Regions from separate parts of the Mus musculus genome. Here region 1 is linked to region 2. The links are chromatin contacts, called in public Micro-C maps. All regions are on one chromosome and are shown on one strand. The core of a region is the stretch at or near the end of the contact, and the rest is flanking DNA. Distances in the headings are between cores, read along the strand shown.

Region 1 (6,050 bases), core at 3,079-5,578, 130 kb before region 2:
CACAGTGTATTCACAGTCACTGGCATCACACCTTGCAAAAAGAGCCCTGAAGGCAGGGCAGGGTGGGGTGGGACAGGGTGGGGCCTTTCCATTGCACAACTGAAAATGGAAGATCAAAGATTGTCCCCTTCACCCACACCTCCCCCCAGAAAACATTACATAGCCAGACTCTGAAGGAGTCCTAGGGCTTTGACACATGTTACTTTGTGTTTCTAACAGGCCCTAGAACACCTACAATACAAGACCTGGTCCTTGTCCGGTCTTCCTGGACCCCACTTGTCACCTGGTGAAGGGATCCTGTGGTCTGAAAGAGGCTATGTTCGATGCTGACCTGTGACTCTGTAGAAGATGGGAAATTGTGTTGCAGAGACCTGAGAAAGCAACAGTCTCTCAGAGAAGGGAGGTCCCTCCCAGCGTAGCTGCAAATCAGGCCCAAGGTTCCTCAGGACAGACCCTGCTGCAAGGCTGGAGCTCCAGTCACTGCTGTGTCACGTGCACTCCTGTGGATTCCCCACATGTGACCAACAGAAGAGGACAGAGGTATTTTGATGAAATGTGGCTGCTGCCCCAAGCCCACCATAACCTAGATCACCTCTTTCACTAAAAAACTCACCCTCTTCCGTTTCTTTCTCTCAGAGGCAGATTCTGTCCTGGACAGCTTCTTCAGCCTTCCATGCCATTTGATGTGGTCTGATTTTCTCCTGCACTGCTTTAGCTACAACGGGTCTTCTTCCTCTAGAGTCCCTCCCTAGACTGTGGCAAGACTAAACCAATCGAACAGACCCATCTCTCCTCCCTGTGTCTGAGTCAGCCACGTGCAATAACAAAATGCATCCTCTTTCCTGGACCATTGTGGGTCCGCATCCCACCCCGTGGCAGGGCACGGCCGCTTGGGAAGAGAAACGCAGGGAGCTTGACTACGCTTATCCCACCCACGCTGCTGCCTGGTAGGTGCTGGGCTTCAGGGAAGCACAGAGACACCGCTCTGGGGGTGGGAAAACAGTCCGAGATGTGAGCAAGCCGAAGCTGGTGTTCCCTAACTTCTGAGCATCTAGTCGCTGCTAGAGAACCACACAGAGGAGTCGGGAACAAGGTGTCAGGGGTCCACGGGCCACAGCAAGGCTAAAACCACTGGGGGCTGACAGGCTGAGAATGGCATGTCGACCAGGCCTGGGGCTGGGCGCTCCAGCTTTGCTCATTGGCGAAGGTAGCAGCAGTTGTCTGAGGGCCCAGAGGGCCCTCCTATGGGAGACTTAGGCTGTGTGGCTCTGTAGGCGAAGACCTGCTCCGTGCTCCCCATGACGGTGGTAGATGAAAGAGACAGTCCTAGGTTCCAAACTATTTATTGATTGTTCATCCTGGAAAATATTCATATCTTCTTCTCAGGGTGGATGAACCCGAGATTAAATACCATTTGCAGGGAGGAATGTCTGGGAAGGGGAGCTTATTGGCTAAACTCTCAGTGCCTCTAGGTACTTCTTTAGCATGGAGAACTCTGTTCTAGGTGAACGTCACCACAGGTCACATTTCCTTATGTGGGAAGTGTGGCAGGTCTTCCAGACCAGGTATCTAGCAGGGAGCAGGGAGGCACCTTCTATCTCAGGTGTGAGTTTCCGGGGTCTCAACCCGCTCTACCCACCAAGCTTCCTGGCATGGTTTACTGTCCCACAGATCATGGAAGAGGAGACAAGTGTCTGACTTGTTCTTCCTCTGGATTGCTTCTTAATGCCCAGAGAGGAAAATATTTATACAGATCTGTATAAATGTGCTGCCACCTGAATCCATGATAGTGTCCGTGGTCCATGCCAAGGGCCATGCTGATGCCCATAGGCTGTGCTACCACTGGAGACCATGTTGGTGTCTATGCCCCATGCTGCCACTAAAGGCCATGTTGATACCTGTGACCTGTGCTGCCGCAGAGGACCACGATGGCGTCTGTAATTTGTGCTACAGCTGAGGTCTGTGCTGATGTCCGTGGGTCTGTGTGTCCCCAGAAAGTATGTGGGGATCCATGACCCATGTCCCGACTGTGAAGGACAAGGAAGCCTCTTCTGCAGTGGGCGTGATGACTGCAGACTCACAGCTGAGACTGAGAGACATAGATGTCCTCTGTGACAACCTCTCCCACCCCAACCCTCACGCCTACCCCCTCCCAAAAAAGAAACACTCTAGACAGGAAGCCATTGAAAAGAACTCTTAGAATTCTGATGGAGATGCTGAAGTATAACTCTTCACAGCTGATGGCTTTTGATGGGGGTGGGGGTGGGGAAACAGTTTTCTTTCAGAGGTTGGCCACTGGGAGTTTGACCATGCTCTAGTGAGTATGTGGGCAATACACAATGTCCTTGGTTTTCCTCTTCCTCCTCTTCCTCTTCCTCTTCCACCTCCTCCTCTTCCTCCTCCTCATCTTCCTCATCATCTTCCTCCTCTTCCTCCTCCTTTTCTTCCTCCTCTTCCTCCTCTTCCTCCCCTTCCTCTTCCTCCTCCTCCTCTTCTTCTTCCTCCTCTTCCTCCTCCTCCTCCTCCTCTTCCTCCTCCTCCTCTTGTTCTCTTCTTTTTTCTGGGATAAGGTCACAAGAGTTGAGGGCTGGATCTGGGAGGCCTAGTGAGATTGGGGTACAGTATATGAAATTCTCAAGTAATCAATAAAAAATGTGATGTTACAAAAAAAAGACTGTGTGATCTCACGGCCTCTCCCATCTCCCTTCATTACTCACAAGGACTCCCTTCCCTCCATGATTCAAACCAGTGCTCAGGCTCAAGGGACAGAGAGAGGGCGAGCCCCCACCACTGCCATTGCTGAACTCTGCTGCCTTCACTCTCAAGAGAATGTTGGTGCGCTGACATCATCCCTGATGATGGACCTTAGTTAAGAGCTGGTCTTTAATATTCATATCAAGGATGATGAACCCTAGGGTCAACGTGTTGTGCAGCTGCCCTGGCTTCAGTCTGATTCTGAGACTGTCCTGCCTACAACTGAACAAAGGCAGGCCCCTCAGCCAGGCCCATGAGCAGTGGTGATCCGTCTCCAGGGTCCTCAGAGCAGAAGGTGTGGCCCTGACACCTCCAGTGATGCTCTCACGGGCCAGTGTCCTCTCAGATAAAATTGGAGTTAACCCCCCATTTTGAACAATGAATCAGAGAAGTGGAGAACTGACATGATCCAAATGAGATCTTTCCTGTGTCAGCCGGGTGGGGTGGAGGGGTGGGTACCTTATAGTGTCACCCCACCAGGGCAAGCACGCCCACAAGTTATGCTCTGTTCCATGTGGCTTTAGATGCTGGGAAACGTTTGCCTACTCTTTCTCGGTGAGAATGATTATAGGCAGGCCTAATTCTTCAGTCTAACGCTCTCCCCATGCAGACCTAATTCTGATCTGCAACCACTGTCCTTTAGGTCTCATATGTGGGGCTTTCTCGCCCTCTGGTGGAGAGACTTTAGCACTGCAACTATGTCCCTGCTTAACCCTAACGGAGATACCGACCTAGTTCTTTCAGTCTCTGAGGCTTTTCCCACAGGATCCCACCTTCAGGGCTAGGAGATGGTGGCAGGGGGACCTGCTCTGCCCATTTCGTCCCTGCTCCCCTCACTTTCTGCAGACCAGGCCACCGCTTTTCTGACACTACCATTTACAGACTGCCAGACTTAGTATCCAGCTACTACATGTGACTAGTCCTCTGCCTCACACACTAACAGACCCTCCGCCTGCGCCATGACCCTTCTCAAGCCTCCCTAAGCCAATCTCCCTACTGGGGTGATCTCTTTCCTTCCTTTCTGGGCCTGACTCAGCCAGCTTCGATCTGCAGAGCACTTCTCCTCTAACTGGGTATGGTAAGCAGTCATTCCATTAGGGAAGACATGACACCAGAGGAAGCTGTTTGCTGAACCCGAATCATTGGGTGACCATGGCCTAGGGGATCTAGCAAGAGGCTTCTTTGGGGAGTGGCAAGACTTATGGGCCAACCGTGAGCTGGTTTTCCCAGAAGAGGGGAGGGAAGGCTGTCTGTGGCTACTGTCTTTACCTACTTTATTTCTCACCTTCACCCCAACCTTAAGGATAAACCAGGATCCTTTTGCCAGGTGACACTGTCTCAATGAAACAATGTAGCCAGTCTTGGTTCTAACAGCCAAAGGACTACTGTGGACTCCTCTCCCCCACCCCCATCCCCACCCCCAGGACCTTCTACCATACTATATTCTGTCCCTTTTCTCACAAAGCATGGAGCAAGAGAGCAGAGGAGGTGGCGGGAGGCACCACTGGCGTGAAGAAAGAGTGTATGCAGATGGACTGAGATGCAGCCATGGAGGGGCGTGGCTAACCCTCTCAGAGGACAATCCTGGGGTAATTGACCACATGACAGACAGTAGCCCTTCTGACCTTCTAAGGTAATTGGAACCCTTGACTTTTTTCTTAGTTTTTATCACCCTAATAAAAACCTACATCTCCCGTTGGTATGGATTGAAGCCATCCCCTTCACATATTGAGGTATTTGGGGATACGGTGAAAGCTCAGTCAGTAAAGTGCTTGTCAGGTACTCATGAGGACCTTAATTGCACACCGGGCATACCATGTAAAAAGCTGGGCACGGCAGCCGTGGGTCTGTAATCTCAGCACCAGGGAGGCAAAGCCAAGAGGATCTCAGGGACTCACTGGTCAGTCTAGCTCCAAATTCAGCAAGGAACACGGTCTCAAAAAATTAAGGTGGAGAGGCTGAAGAGGTGACTCGGTGGTTAAGAGCCCTGGCTGCTCTTGTAGAAGACCCACGTTTGAGTCTCAGCACCCACCCAGCAGCTCACAAGCATCTATAAGTCCAGATTCTGAGGATTCGCTGCTAACTTCTGACCTCTGAGGACACCATATGTGGTATCCATACATATATGTGCAGGTAAAACATTTTGTACATAGGCTAAAAATAAATACAAAAAAAAAGTAATTGCATCACCAAGACCATTTATGCCTGCCTCCAGCCTTTCTTTACCCAAACCTCATCAGCAACCCTGCACTAACCACCCTTATGAGCTGAACTCCTAGCGTCTATTAGGGATTGGGTGAGGCAGTCTCTCTCTCTCTCTCTCTCTCTCTCTCTCTCTCTCTCTCTCTCTCTCTCACACACACACACACACACACACACACACACACACACACACACACACAAAACCCACCCCAATTCCCTGGAAAAGGGATAGGTCTCTGTCCTCTGCACGGTGCCTGGCACAATAATGGGTACCCCACAAATGTCAGTATGCAGGATACCCCTTCATTTCTCTTTCTAAAAACACCTTGTGGTCCCCCTGAGTCACAGCTCTAGGGTGAAACAAAGCCAGCCTAGGGCGAGGAGCCTCCCGGGAGTGACTGCCACTCTCTGTGGGCACACGCCCATTCAGAGCTCCAATTATCAGGAGGTAACAGGTTTCTGCAATCTTACTCCCCATTTGGCCAGGGAAAAAAACAAACCATGAAGCAAGCGAGCTCTCTCAAGGATGCTTAGCTGGAAATGTTCTGCACCTCAGAATTTAAGGCTCCATTTCAGAAATGATTCAGCCTTAGATGAAAGAAGACAAATGCCCCTATTTTTATCCAGAGAAAGTTATGAAACACTACTCACATCAAATCTCCATATACCTTTTCCTCCTAATGCAGCAAAATGATACCCTTATCATCGTTCAATCAGAGGCTTGCTAAGTCGGCGCGGGGAGACGAGACTGCGACAACAATCATCGATGCTTCCGGCAGCCCCTCGCGCCCGATCCGATGCACAGCACCGCCATTATCAACACATGAAAGGCTTCCTCAATTTCACTCTTGATCATCATCAGCCACAACAGATATTTATTGACTGGCTGTTGTGTGCAGGAAATGTGGCCAGGTGCTGAGGAAGAAAAACTGGGCGAGAAAATTCTCCAAGGATTTTTGAAAAGGGGAAGAGAGGTACCAATAAGCAAGCGATCTGCCTCCAAAGTGTCCTGGGTGTAGAAAGAAGACAAACGCAGTAGCTTTGATAAAGGAGGATGGTCCGGACTGACAACGTATACTTTCAGGTTGCTCCTC
Region 2 (6,163 bases), core at 2,133-4,632:
TACTCTAATGAGGCCACACCTAATTCTTCTCAAATGGTGTCACTTCCTGATGACTAAGCATTCAAATATATGAGCCTGTGGGGGCCATTCTCATTCAGATCACCACAGAGTTCCTGTCTGATTCTGCAACTCTTCAAACTCCCCCGATGCTGACAGTATCAGGGTGACAAGAAGTTATGATGCTATCAGTTGGGAAATCCCCAGTCCAAGTATCGCATCGAGAGAGTTGGGAAGATCAAGCACTGGCTATGCAAACATGAGGGACCGATGCGATGCGCAATCCCCACAACCTTGCTTATAATTCAGGGCTGGGACAGGGGGCCTCTTCACCCCACCTCAGCCTTGTCTAACCAGTGACTTCCAGGCCAGTGAGAGACCTGGTGGGTGTCTCCTGAGGAACGATGCCCAAGGTTGTCAGTTTCCACATGTGCTGGCATGTACTGCACACACCAGCATACGTGTACATGCAGATGCATGATCACATGGACATGCCAACTCACCCCCGACTCTGCAATATGGCTCTAGATTTGTTTGCGTGTGGCAGGAGAGAGTTGAAACTGTCTCAAGTGGTCCAAATTCCCTGAACTCATTGTGTAGTGGGACAAGAGATATGCACCACTACATCTGGGTTGATTGCTTTTTTAATTTAAATATGACATTCTATTATGTGTGCCCTTCAGTCATATATAGCAGTCAGTCCCACAAATGTCACTTCATGAACCAGAATACTGTCCCCTTTATAGATTTTTGACTGCCTTTGGCTCCTGCAAGGCTTGATGGTGCCATACCATGTATGAGAGAGACTGGGATCTTGCCTATTTATGGAGAAACACATCCCCTCTTCAGACTGTGGTTCAAGATGCCCAGCGGAGCTTGGGATACTCACTAGCATCACCTGTCAGGACTGTTTGCGCTTGAACACGGTCTCCTTCTGTGCCATTATGATTTCTTCCCTTCCCAGCTAGATGCATGTCCCATGCAATTGACACCTGCTTGTGGACACAGGGAATACTGGGCAGCATTTTCAGCCTGTGTCTGGCCTGTCTCATAGGGTGAGGAGTCGTCCACACAGAAATGTAGGCTGGCCACGGCACCCCTTCCCCACACAGCCTCCCTTCTGCTGAAGGACAAAACCGGGAATCACCTATACCCTCTCACAGTCTCTGATTTTCCTCCTTCCCCACACTGGCTCGATTCAAATACAGTCATGAATCTCCAACCATTGCTTGTCTGTAGTGTCTAGCTCCAGCCACCAGCCCTTCCCCTGGGTGACTGATAGACACCCTACTGGTCCTCTCTGTAGACTTTCTCCCTTTAGATCACATTCTACAAAGGTGAAAGCATGGTGCTTTATCTCTTCCATGTAAATAAGATTAAAGGCCTTATTTTGGCCTCTGAACTTAGGGATCATTTGATCTAGGAGATATATATATATATATATATATATATATATACATATATATATATATATATATTCCATAAATAGACAAGATCCCAGTCTCTCTCTCTCTCTCTCTCTCTCTCACACACACACACACACACATATATAATCTTTAATATATTTTTATATAAATATTTATATATGTATATTATACATACATACATATATATATATATATATATATATATATATATATATTATATAATTTTCTTTTCTTGAGATGGGGTCTCACTATGTAGCCCTGGCTCTTCTGGATCTGTGTAGACCAGCCTGGCCTGGAATTCTCGGAGATCGACCTGCTTTTGCCTCAGCAAAAAGACTGCCTCAGCACACCTGGGCTGGGATATACTTTTAAGAGAACCTCGTTCTGTTCTCAGAACTGTTCGGTTTGACAGCCCACTCTCTAAGACCTGCAGTCTCAGCGCCCCCTCCCCCACTCTCTAAGCTCCATGCAGACATCCGTGTCTTCCCGTAGTCCCTTTCCCCGGACTTGAGACCTTCACATGTTGTCCTGTTTTTCTCTGTTGGAGATGCTTCTTGCTCCCACATCCTTCCTTTTAGCTTAATGGTCCTTAGGGTGCTGCTGTTAGCGGCTTAAAGTGATGAATTTGCGGGTCAAGTTGACAAGGGCTGAGCTCTGTTGGTTACCTTTAACTGCCAACTTGATCCAACCTGGAGCCATCTTGGGAAGAGGGTATTCGTGGAGTAATAGATTATCAAGATCAAGTTGGCCTGGTGGGCCTGTCTGTGGAAGATTATCCTGATTGCTTATTGATGTAGGAAGACCCAGCCCATTGTGGCACCCTCCTTCAGGCATGGATGCCAACAGAGCAGAGTAGCAGCTGAGGACTCACATGGTTATCCTCCATGCTTGCGACTGGATATGCTGCTTCTAAGGTCTTATTTTAACTCCCCGATATAAATCCATAGCAAACCCAGACTTATCCATGGAGTTGCTTTTGATCAAGGTGTCTTAACACAGCAAGAGACGCAGGGTAGCTGCTTCTCTCGCCGCCACCATCCCCAACTCCCACCCCTCTCCATTTTCTTTCCTTGTTCATTCTTCCTGAAGTTACCTGAGTCTGTTATTCAGTTGTCCTGTCTTCATGTCATCTCCCTGGGGTTGTAGGTTCTGGGTCTTGTTCCACACAAGTCACTACAAGTCCTGTTTTATAGCAATGCCCTCAACACACATTCTTTTAAACCAATAAAAAGCCTCTCTTCCTTGACCCGTTCCCCACTTAGGTTAAGCTGCCAAGCTAAACCCAACCCAAGCACACTGCTTTTCCCTAGCACAGTCCACAGAGGGTCCTTGTGAACATTTGGGTAACCGCAGTCTGTCATCCATTTGTCCTTGTTGGCTGTATCATCCGTGGAAAGGCTATGTGGCTTTTGTCGGTACTTGTAATGTTTTGGAAGGCAGGGCATCTGGGAGCTGCGGGGTGGGGTTGGGGGTGGGACTGCAGAATCCCATGGCAAACTTGAGGGACGATGTAACTGTAGACTCATGAAGGATGCAGGCTTCAGCAAGGCGAATGCCAGAGATGGGTAGGAAGCTCGTGCACTTGGGAATGAGCTAGAGAAGTCCACAAACTCTCTGGCTAACACCTGGCTTGATTCTGTGTTGTCTTTATCGACAGGAAATGAGACTAGCACATCTGCTATCAAATCTAGCACTGTCCAGAGCCACCAAAGTGCCACAACATCAACAGAAGTCACAACTGGTCACCCAGTGGCATCTACACTTGCTTCAACCCAGCCAAGCAACCCTACACCATTCACAACCTCAACCCAATCTCCATCTATGCCGACCTCCACCCCAAACCCCACGAGCAATCAAAGCGGTGGCAATCTGACTTCCAGTGTCTCCGAGGTGGACAAGACTAAAACAAGCTCTCCCAGTAGCACGGCCTTCACCAGTAGCAGTGGACAAACAGCCTCCTCTGGAGGCAAGAGCGGTGACAGTTTTACCACAGCCCCAACAACCACTTTGGGGCTAATCAACGTCTCTTCTCAGCCTACTGACCTTAATACCACCTCAAAGCTTCTTTCTACCCCCACAACAGACAACACAACAAGCCCTCAGCAGCCTGTGGATTCTTCACCGAGCACAGCGAGCCATCCTGTGGGGCAGCATACCCCTGCTGCTGTTCCCAGCAGCTCTGGCTCCACGCCCAGCACTGACAACTCTACACTGACATGGAAGCCCACTACACACAGTAAGTCATTCCTTGGCATTTTTTGTTTTTGCTTTTCTTCCTTCCTTCTTTTTCCTTTTTTTTTTTTTTCTCTCTTTTGGTTTTTCAAGAAAGGGTTTCACTCTGTAGCCTTGGCTGCCCTGGAACTCATACTCTGTAGACCAAGGTTGGCCTCAAACTCAGAGATCTATCTACCTGCCTCTGCCTCCTGAGTACTGGGATTAAAGGTGTGCTCTGCCATGTCAGGCCGCTTTTGTTTTTCTTAAGACATGAGAAGGCCTGGAGAAATGGCTCAGCTGGTAAGAGCACTGGTTGCTCCTACAGAGGACCTAGGTCCAATTCTCAACATACACATGGTGCGTACACATGGCGCTTGACAACCATTTGTAATCGTCTGACTCCCTCTTCTGGCTTACTTGGGCACTGCACACATTTGGTCCGTAGACAAAAAATGCAGGTAAAATGTGTGTGTGTGTGTGTGTGGGGGGGGGGGGGGGGGGGGGAGACTTGGCAGTGCATTTTCTCATACTACCAGTCAGTTGGAAGATATCGGTGTATGCTGAGTTTTAACCCTTCTACGTGTCTTCTGCCTTCATCAGACCTAGCCTTGGATACCCCTTTTAGCAGTGATAGAGGCTAGCAGTGTATAGATTCAACGAAGCCAGAATCTATGCCCAGGCTTGTGCCACAGGTTGTGGCCGCAGGGTGTTAGAGAATTCTAAAACTGCGTCTCAAACTTGCTTGGTAGCAATCCACTGTAAGAAATACACTTTTAATTAAGTAAAAATAAATAAATAAATAAATAAATAAATGTCAGCATGTGGCACTTGCTGCTAAACCTGATGACCTGAGTTGGACCCCAGGGACCCATGTAATGGGACAGGAGGGTGGGTGGCTGACTCCTTCGAGCTTTCGTTCTTTCTTTCGGGACTTGTGGCATGGTATGCATACTGCTGTTTTCTGGCCCCTTCCTTTCCTTCCTCCTTCTCTCTCTCCCTCCCTTCTTCCTTCTGTCCCTCTCTCCCTTCCTCTGTCCTTCCCTTCCTTCCTTTTCTGAGACTGGCTGGCCTGGAAGGAACCCACTCTGTAGACCAGCCTGGCTCCAAACTTACAGAGCTCCGCCTGCCTCAGCCCCCCGGATGCTGGGATTAAAGCTGTGCACTGTCACATCCTGTCTTATGTCTGCTTCTGCTTATTTAGTTTTTAAAGTGCCAGTCTTTAAATTAGTGTCAGAATCTATGGCCGGCTCAGGAACCTTAAAATCCTGAGTGAGAGTTTCTGAGCATTAGCCTATGCCCTGGGGGACAGGGCCACACCCTATAGCAGGTGCACAGGCTCAGAATGGTCTGTTGAAATCCTCCTCTTTTGCGGTTGTGCCCTGTGACCTTGGACAAGTCACCGAGCTTCAGTTTCCCTGTTGATAAGCAGGGACCGTCCTAAAGGAGCAAGTCTTTGAAACACAAAGCACAACCCCTCCTACAGAGCCTGCGCAGTGTGTTAGCTATGGCCCACCTGTGCCTCAGAGAGGTAATTGTAGCATAGTTCCTGTGACTCCTACTTAGTTCTTACTTCATCCAAGTCTAACTCATTCTGTCCCTGGAGCCCAGGACCCCACTTCTTCATTTCTGCCTCTTTCCTCTTCATAGCTACTGGTTTCAGCTTGTGAGAATCATGAAGCCAGTAAAGACTGTGTTCTCCTCAGCCTTTGCCTTGTCTGTTACAGAACCATTGGGCACCTCTGAAGCCACTCAGCCCCTCACCAGCCAGACACCAGGCATCACTACATTGCCCGTCTCCACACTGCAACAGTCTATGGCGTCTACAGTGGGAACTACGACTGAAGAGTTCACACACCTCATCTCTAATGGGACTCCCGTGGCCCCTCCAGGCCCCAGCACACCCTCTCCCATCTGGGCCTTTGGAAATTACCAGGTAATTCTAGCAGAGGGTGGGATGAGAAACTCAAGGGAAGTCCTTTCCTTTGGCCTTCTCAGGGTCCCTGGCTGGACACTCTAAGGAAAAGTTGTCTGTTTGCCGTTTCCTCTATTCTGACCCCTGGGCAGCCAGGTACTCCTGTCTGAGAAACTGACTAGCCATGCCTGAGTTTGCCATGTGCCCTTCCCCTGTGTCACCCACCCCCACCAAGGGGAGAATCCAAGATCAGGTGACTTCCTGCCTAAACCTTCATCTTTTGACCTCTTCCAGCTAAACTGTGAACCTCCCATAAGGCCAGATGAGGAACTCCTTATTCTGAACCTCACAAGAGCCAGCCTTTGCGTGAGTACACGTGCCCGAGCCCCAGCTCACCCTACATCCCACCCTGCCCATCAACTCCTCAAAGGGAGTAGATGTTCCCCACCTACGCTTCAGATTTATCTAAGTCAGGCAGTGCACACGGGCCTGTGGCTCAGGCCTCTAGTTCCAGCTAGTTAGGATATTAAGGCAGAAGGACTGAAGTCAAAGTCGCGTCTTGGCCACAGCGTGTAACAGAGGCTAGCCCTGGCAACTTAATGAGACTTTCTCT

What was found. Hi-C and Micro-C count contacts between places; a contact is called where the count stands out from the background.
Region 1: a contact with region 2 is called in a Micro-C map of the G1E-ER4 cell line, with 5 times the contacts expected there. The contact joins two enhancer-like sites. A contact is called at or near these places in 1 of 39 promoter capture datasets (embryonic stem cells), 2 of 15 datasets of contacts at CTCF or cohesin (the G1E-ER4 cell line and embryonic stem cells), 30 of 484 Hi-C or Micro-C datasets (the Ba/F3 cell line, the G1E-ER4 cell line, the HL-1 cell line and 9 more), 10 of 115 datasets of contacts at active chromatin or transcription factors (the NIH/3T3 cell line, differentiating embryonic stem cells, embryonic stem cells and 3 more) and 5 of 9 other capture datasets (adipose tissue, embryonic stem cells, embryonic tail and 2 more).

The regions. Positions count from the first base shown.
Region 1 is chr6:31,658,324-31,664,373 of GRCm38.p6, reverse strand. The region is part of intron 1 of Gm13846 (a long non-coding RNA gene); the gene reads right to left. It overlaps Gm13848 (predicted gene 13848), which reads left to right. Exons shown (of 3, transcript NR_152155.1): 2 at 220-540; 3 at 637-2,154. Among named protein-coding and RNA genes, the nearest start is that of Gm13848, 4.8 kb to the left of the region's middle. Within about 2 kb of position 4,328, at least 22 of the 459 cell types and tissues checked have an H3K27ac peak or open chromatin away from gene starts, as enhancers often do. A contact at or near this core is called in the Ba/F3 cell line and the G1E-ER4 cell line, where this site is marked.
Region 2 is chr6:31,525,955-31,532,117 of GRCm38.p6, reverse strand. It overlaps Podxl (podocalyxin-like), which reads left to right. Exons shown (of 8, transcript NM_013723.3): 2 at 3,082-3,660; 3 at 5,363-5,571; 4 at 5,845-5,916. Among named protein-coding and RNA genes, the nearest start is that of Podxl, 35 kb to the left of the region's middle. Within about 2 kb of position 3,382, at least 11 of the 459 cell types and tissues checked have an H3K27ac peak or open chromatin away from gene starts, as enhancers often do. A contact at or near this core is called in the Ba/F3 cell line and the G1E-ER4 cell line, where this site is marked.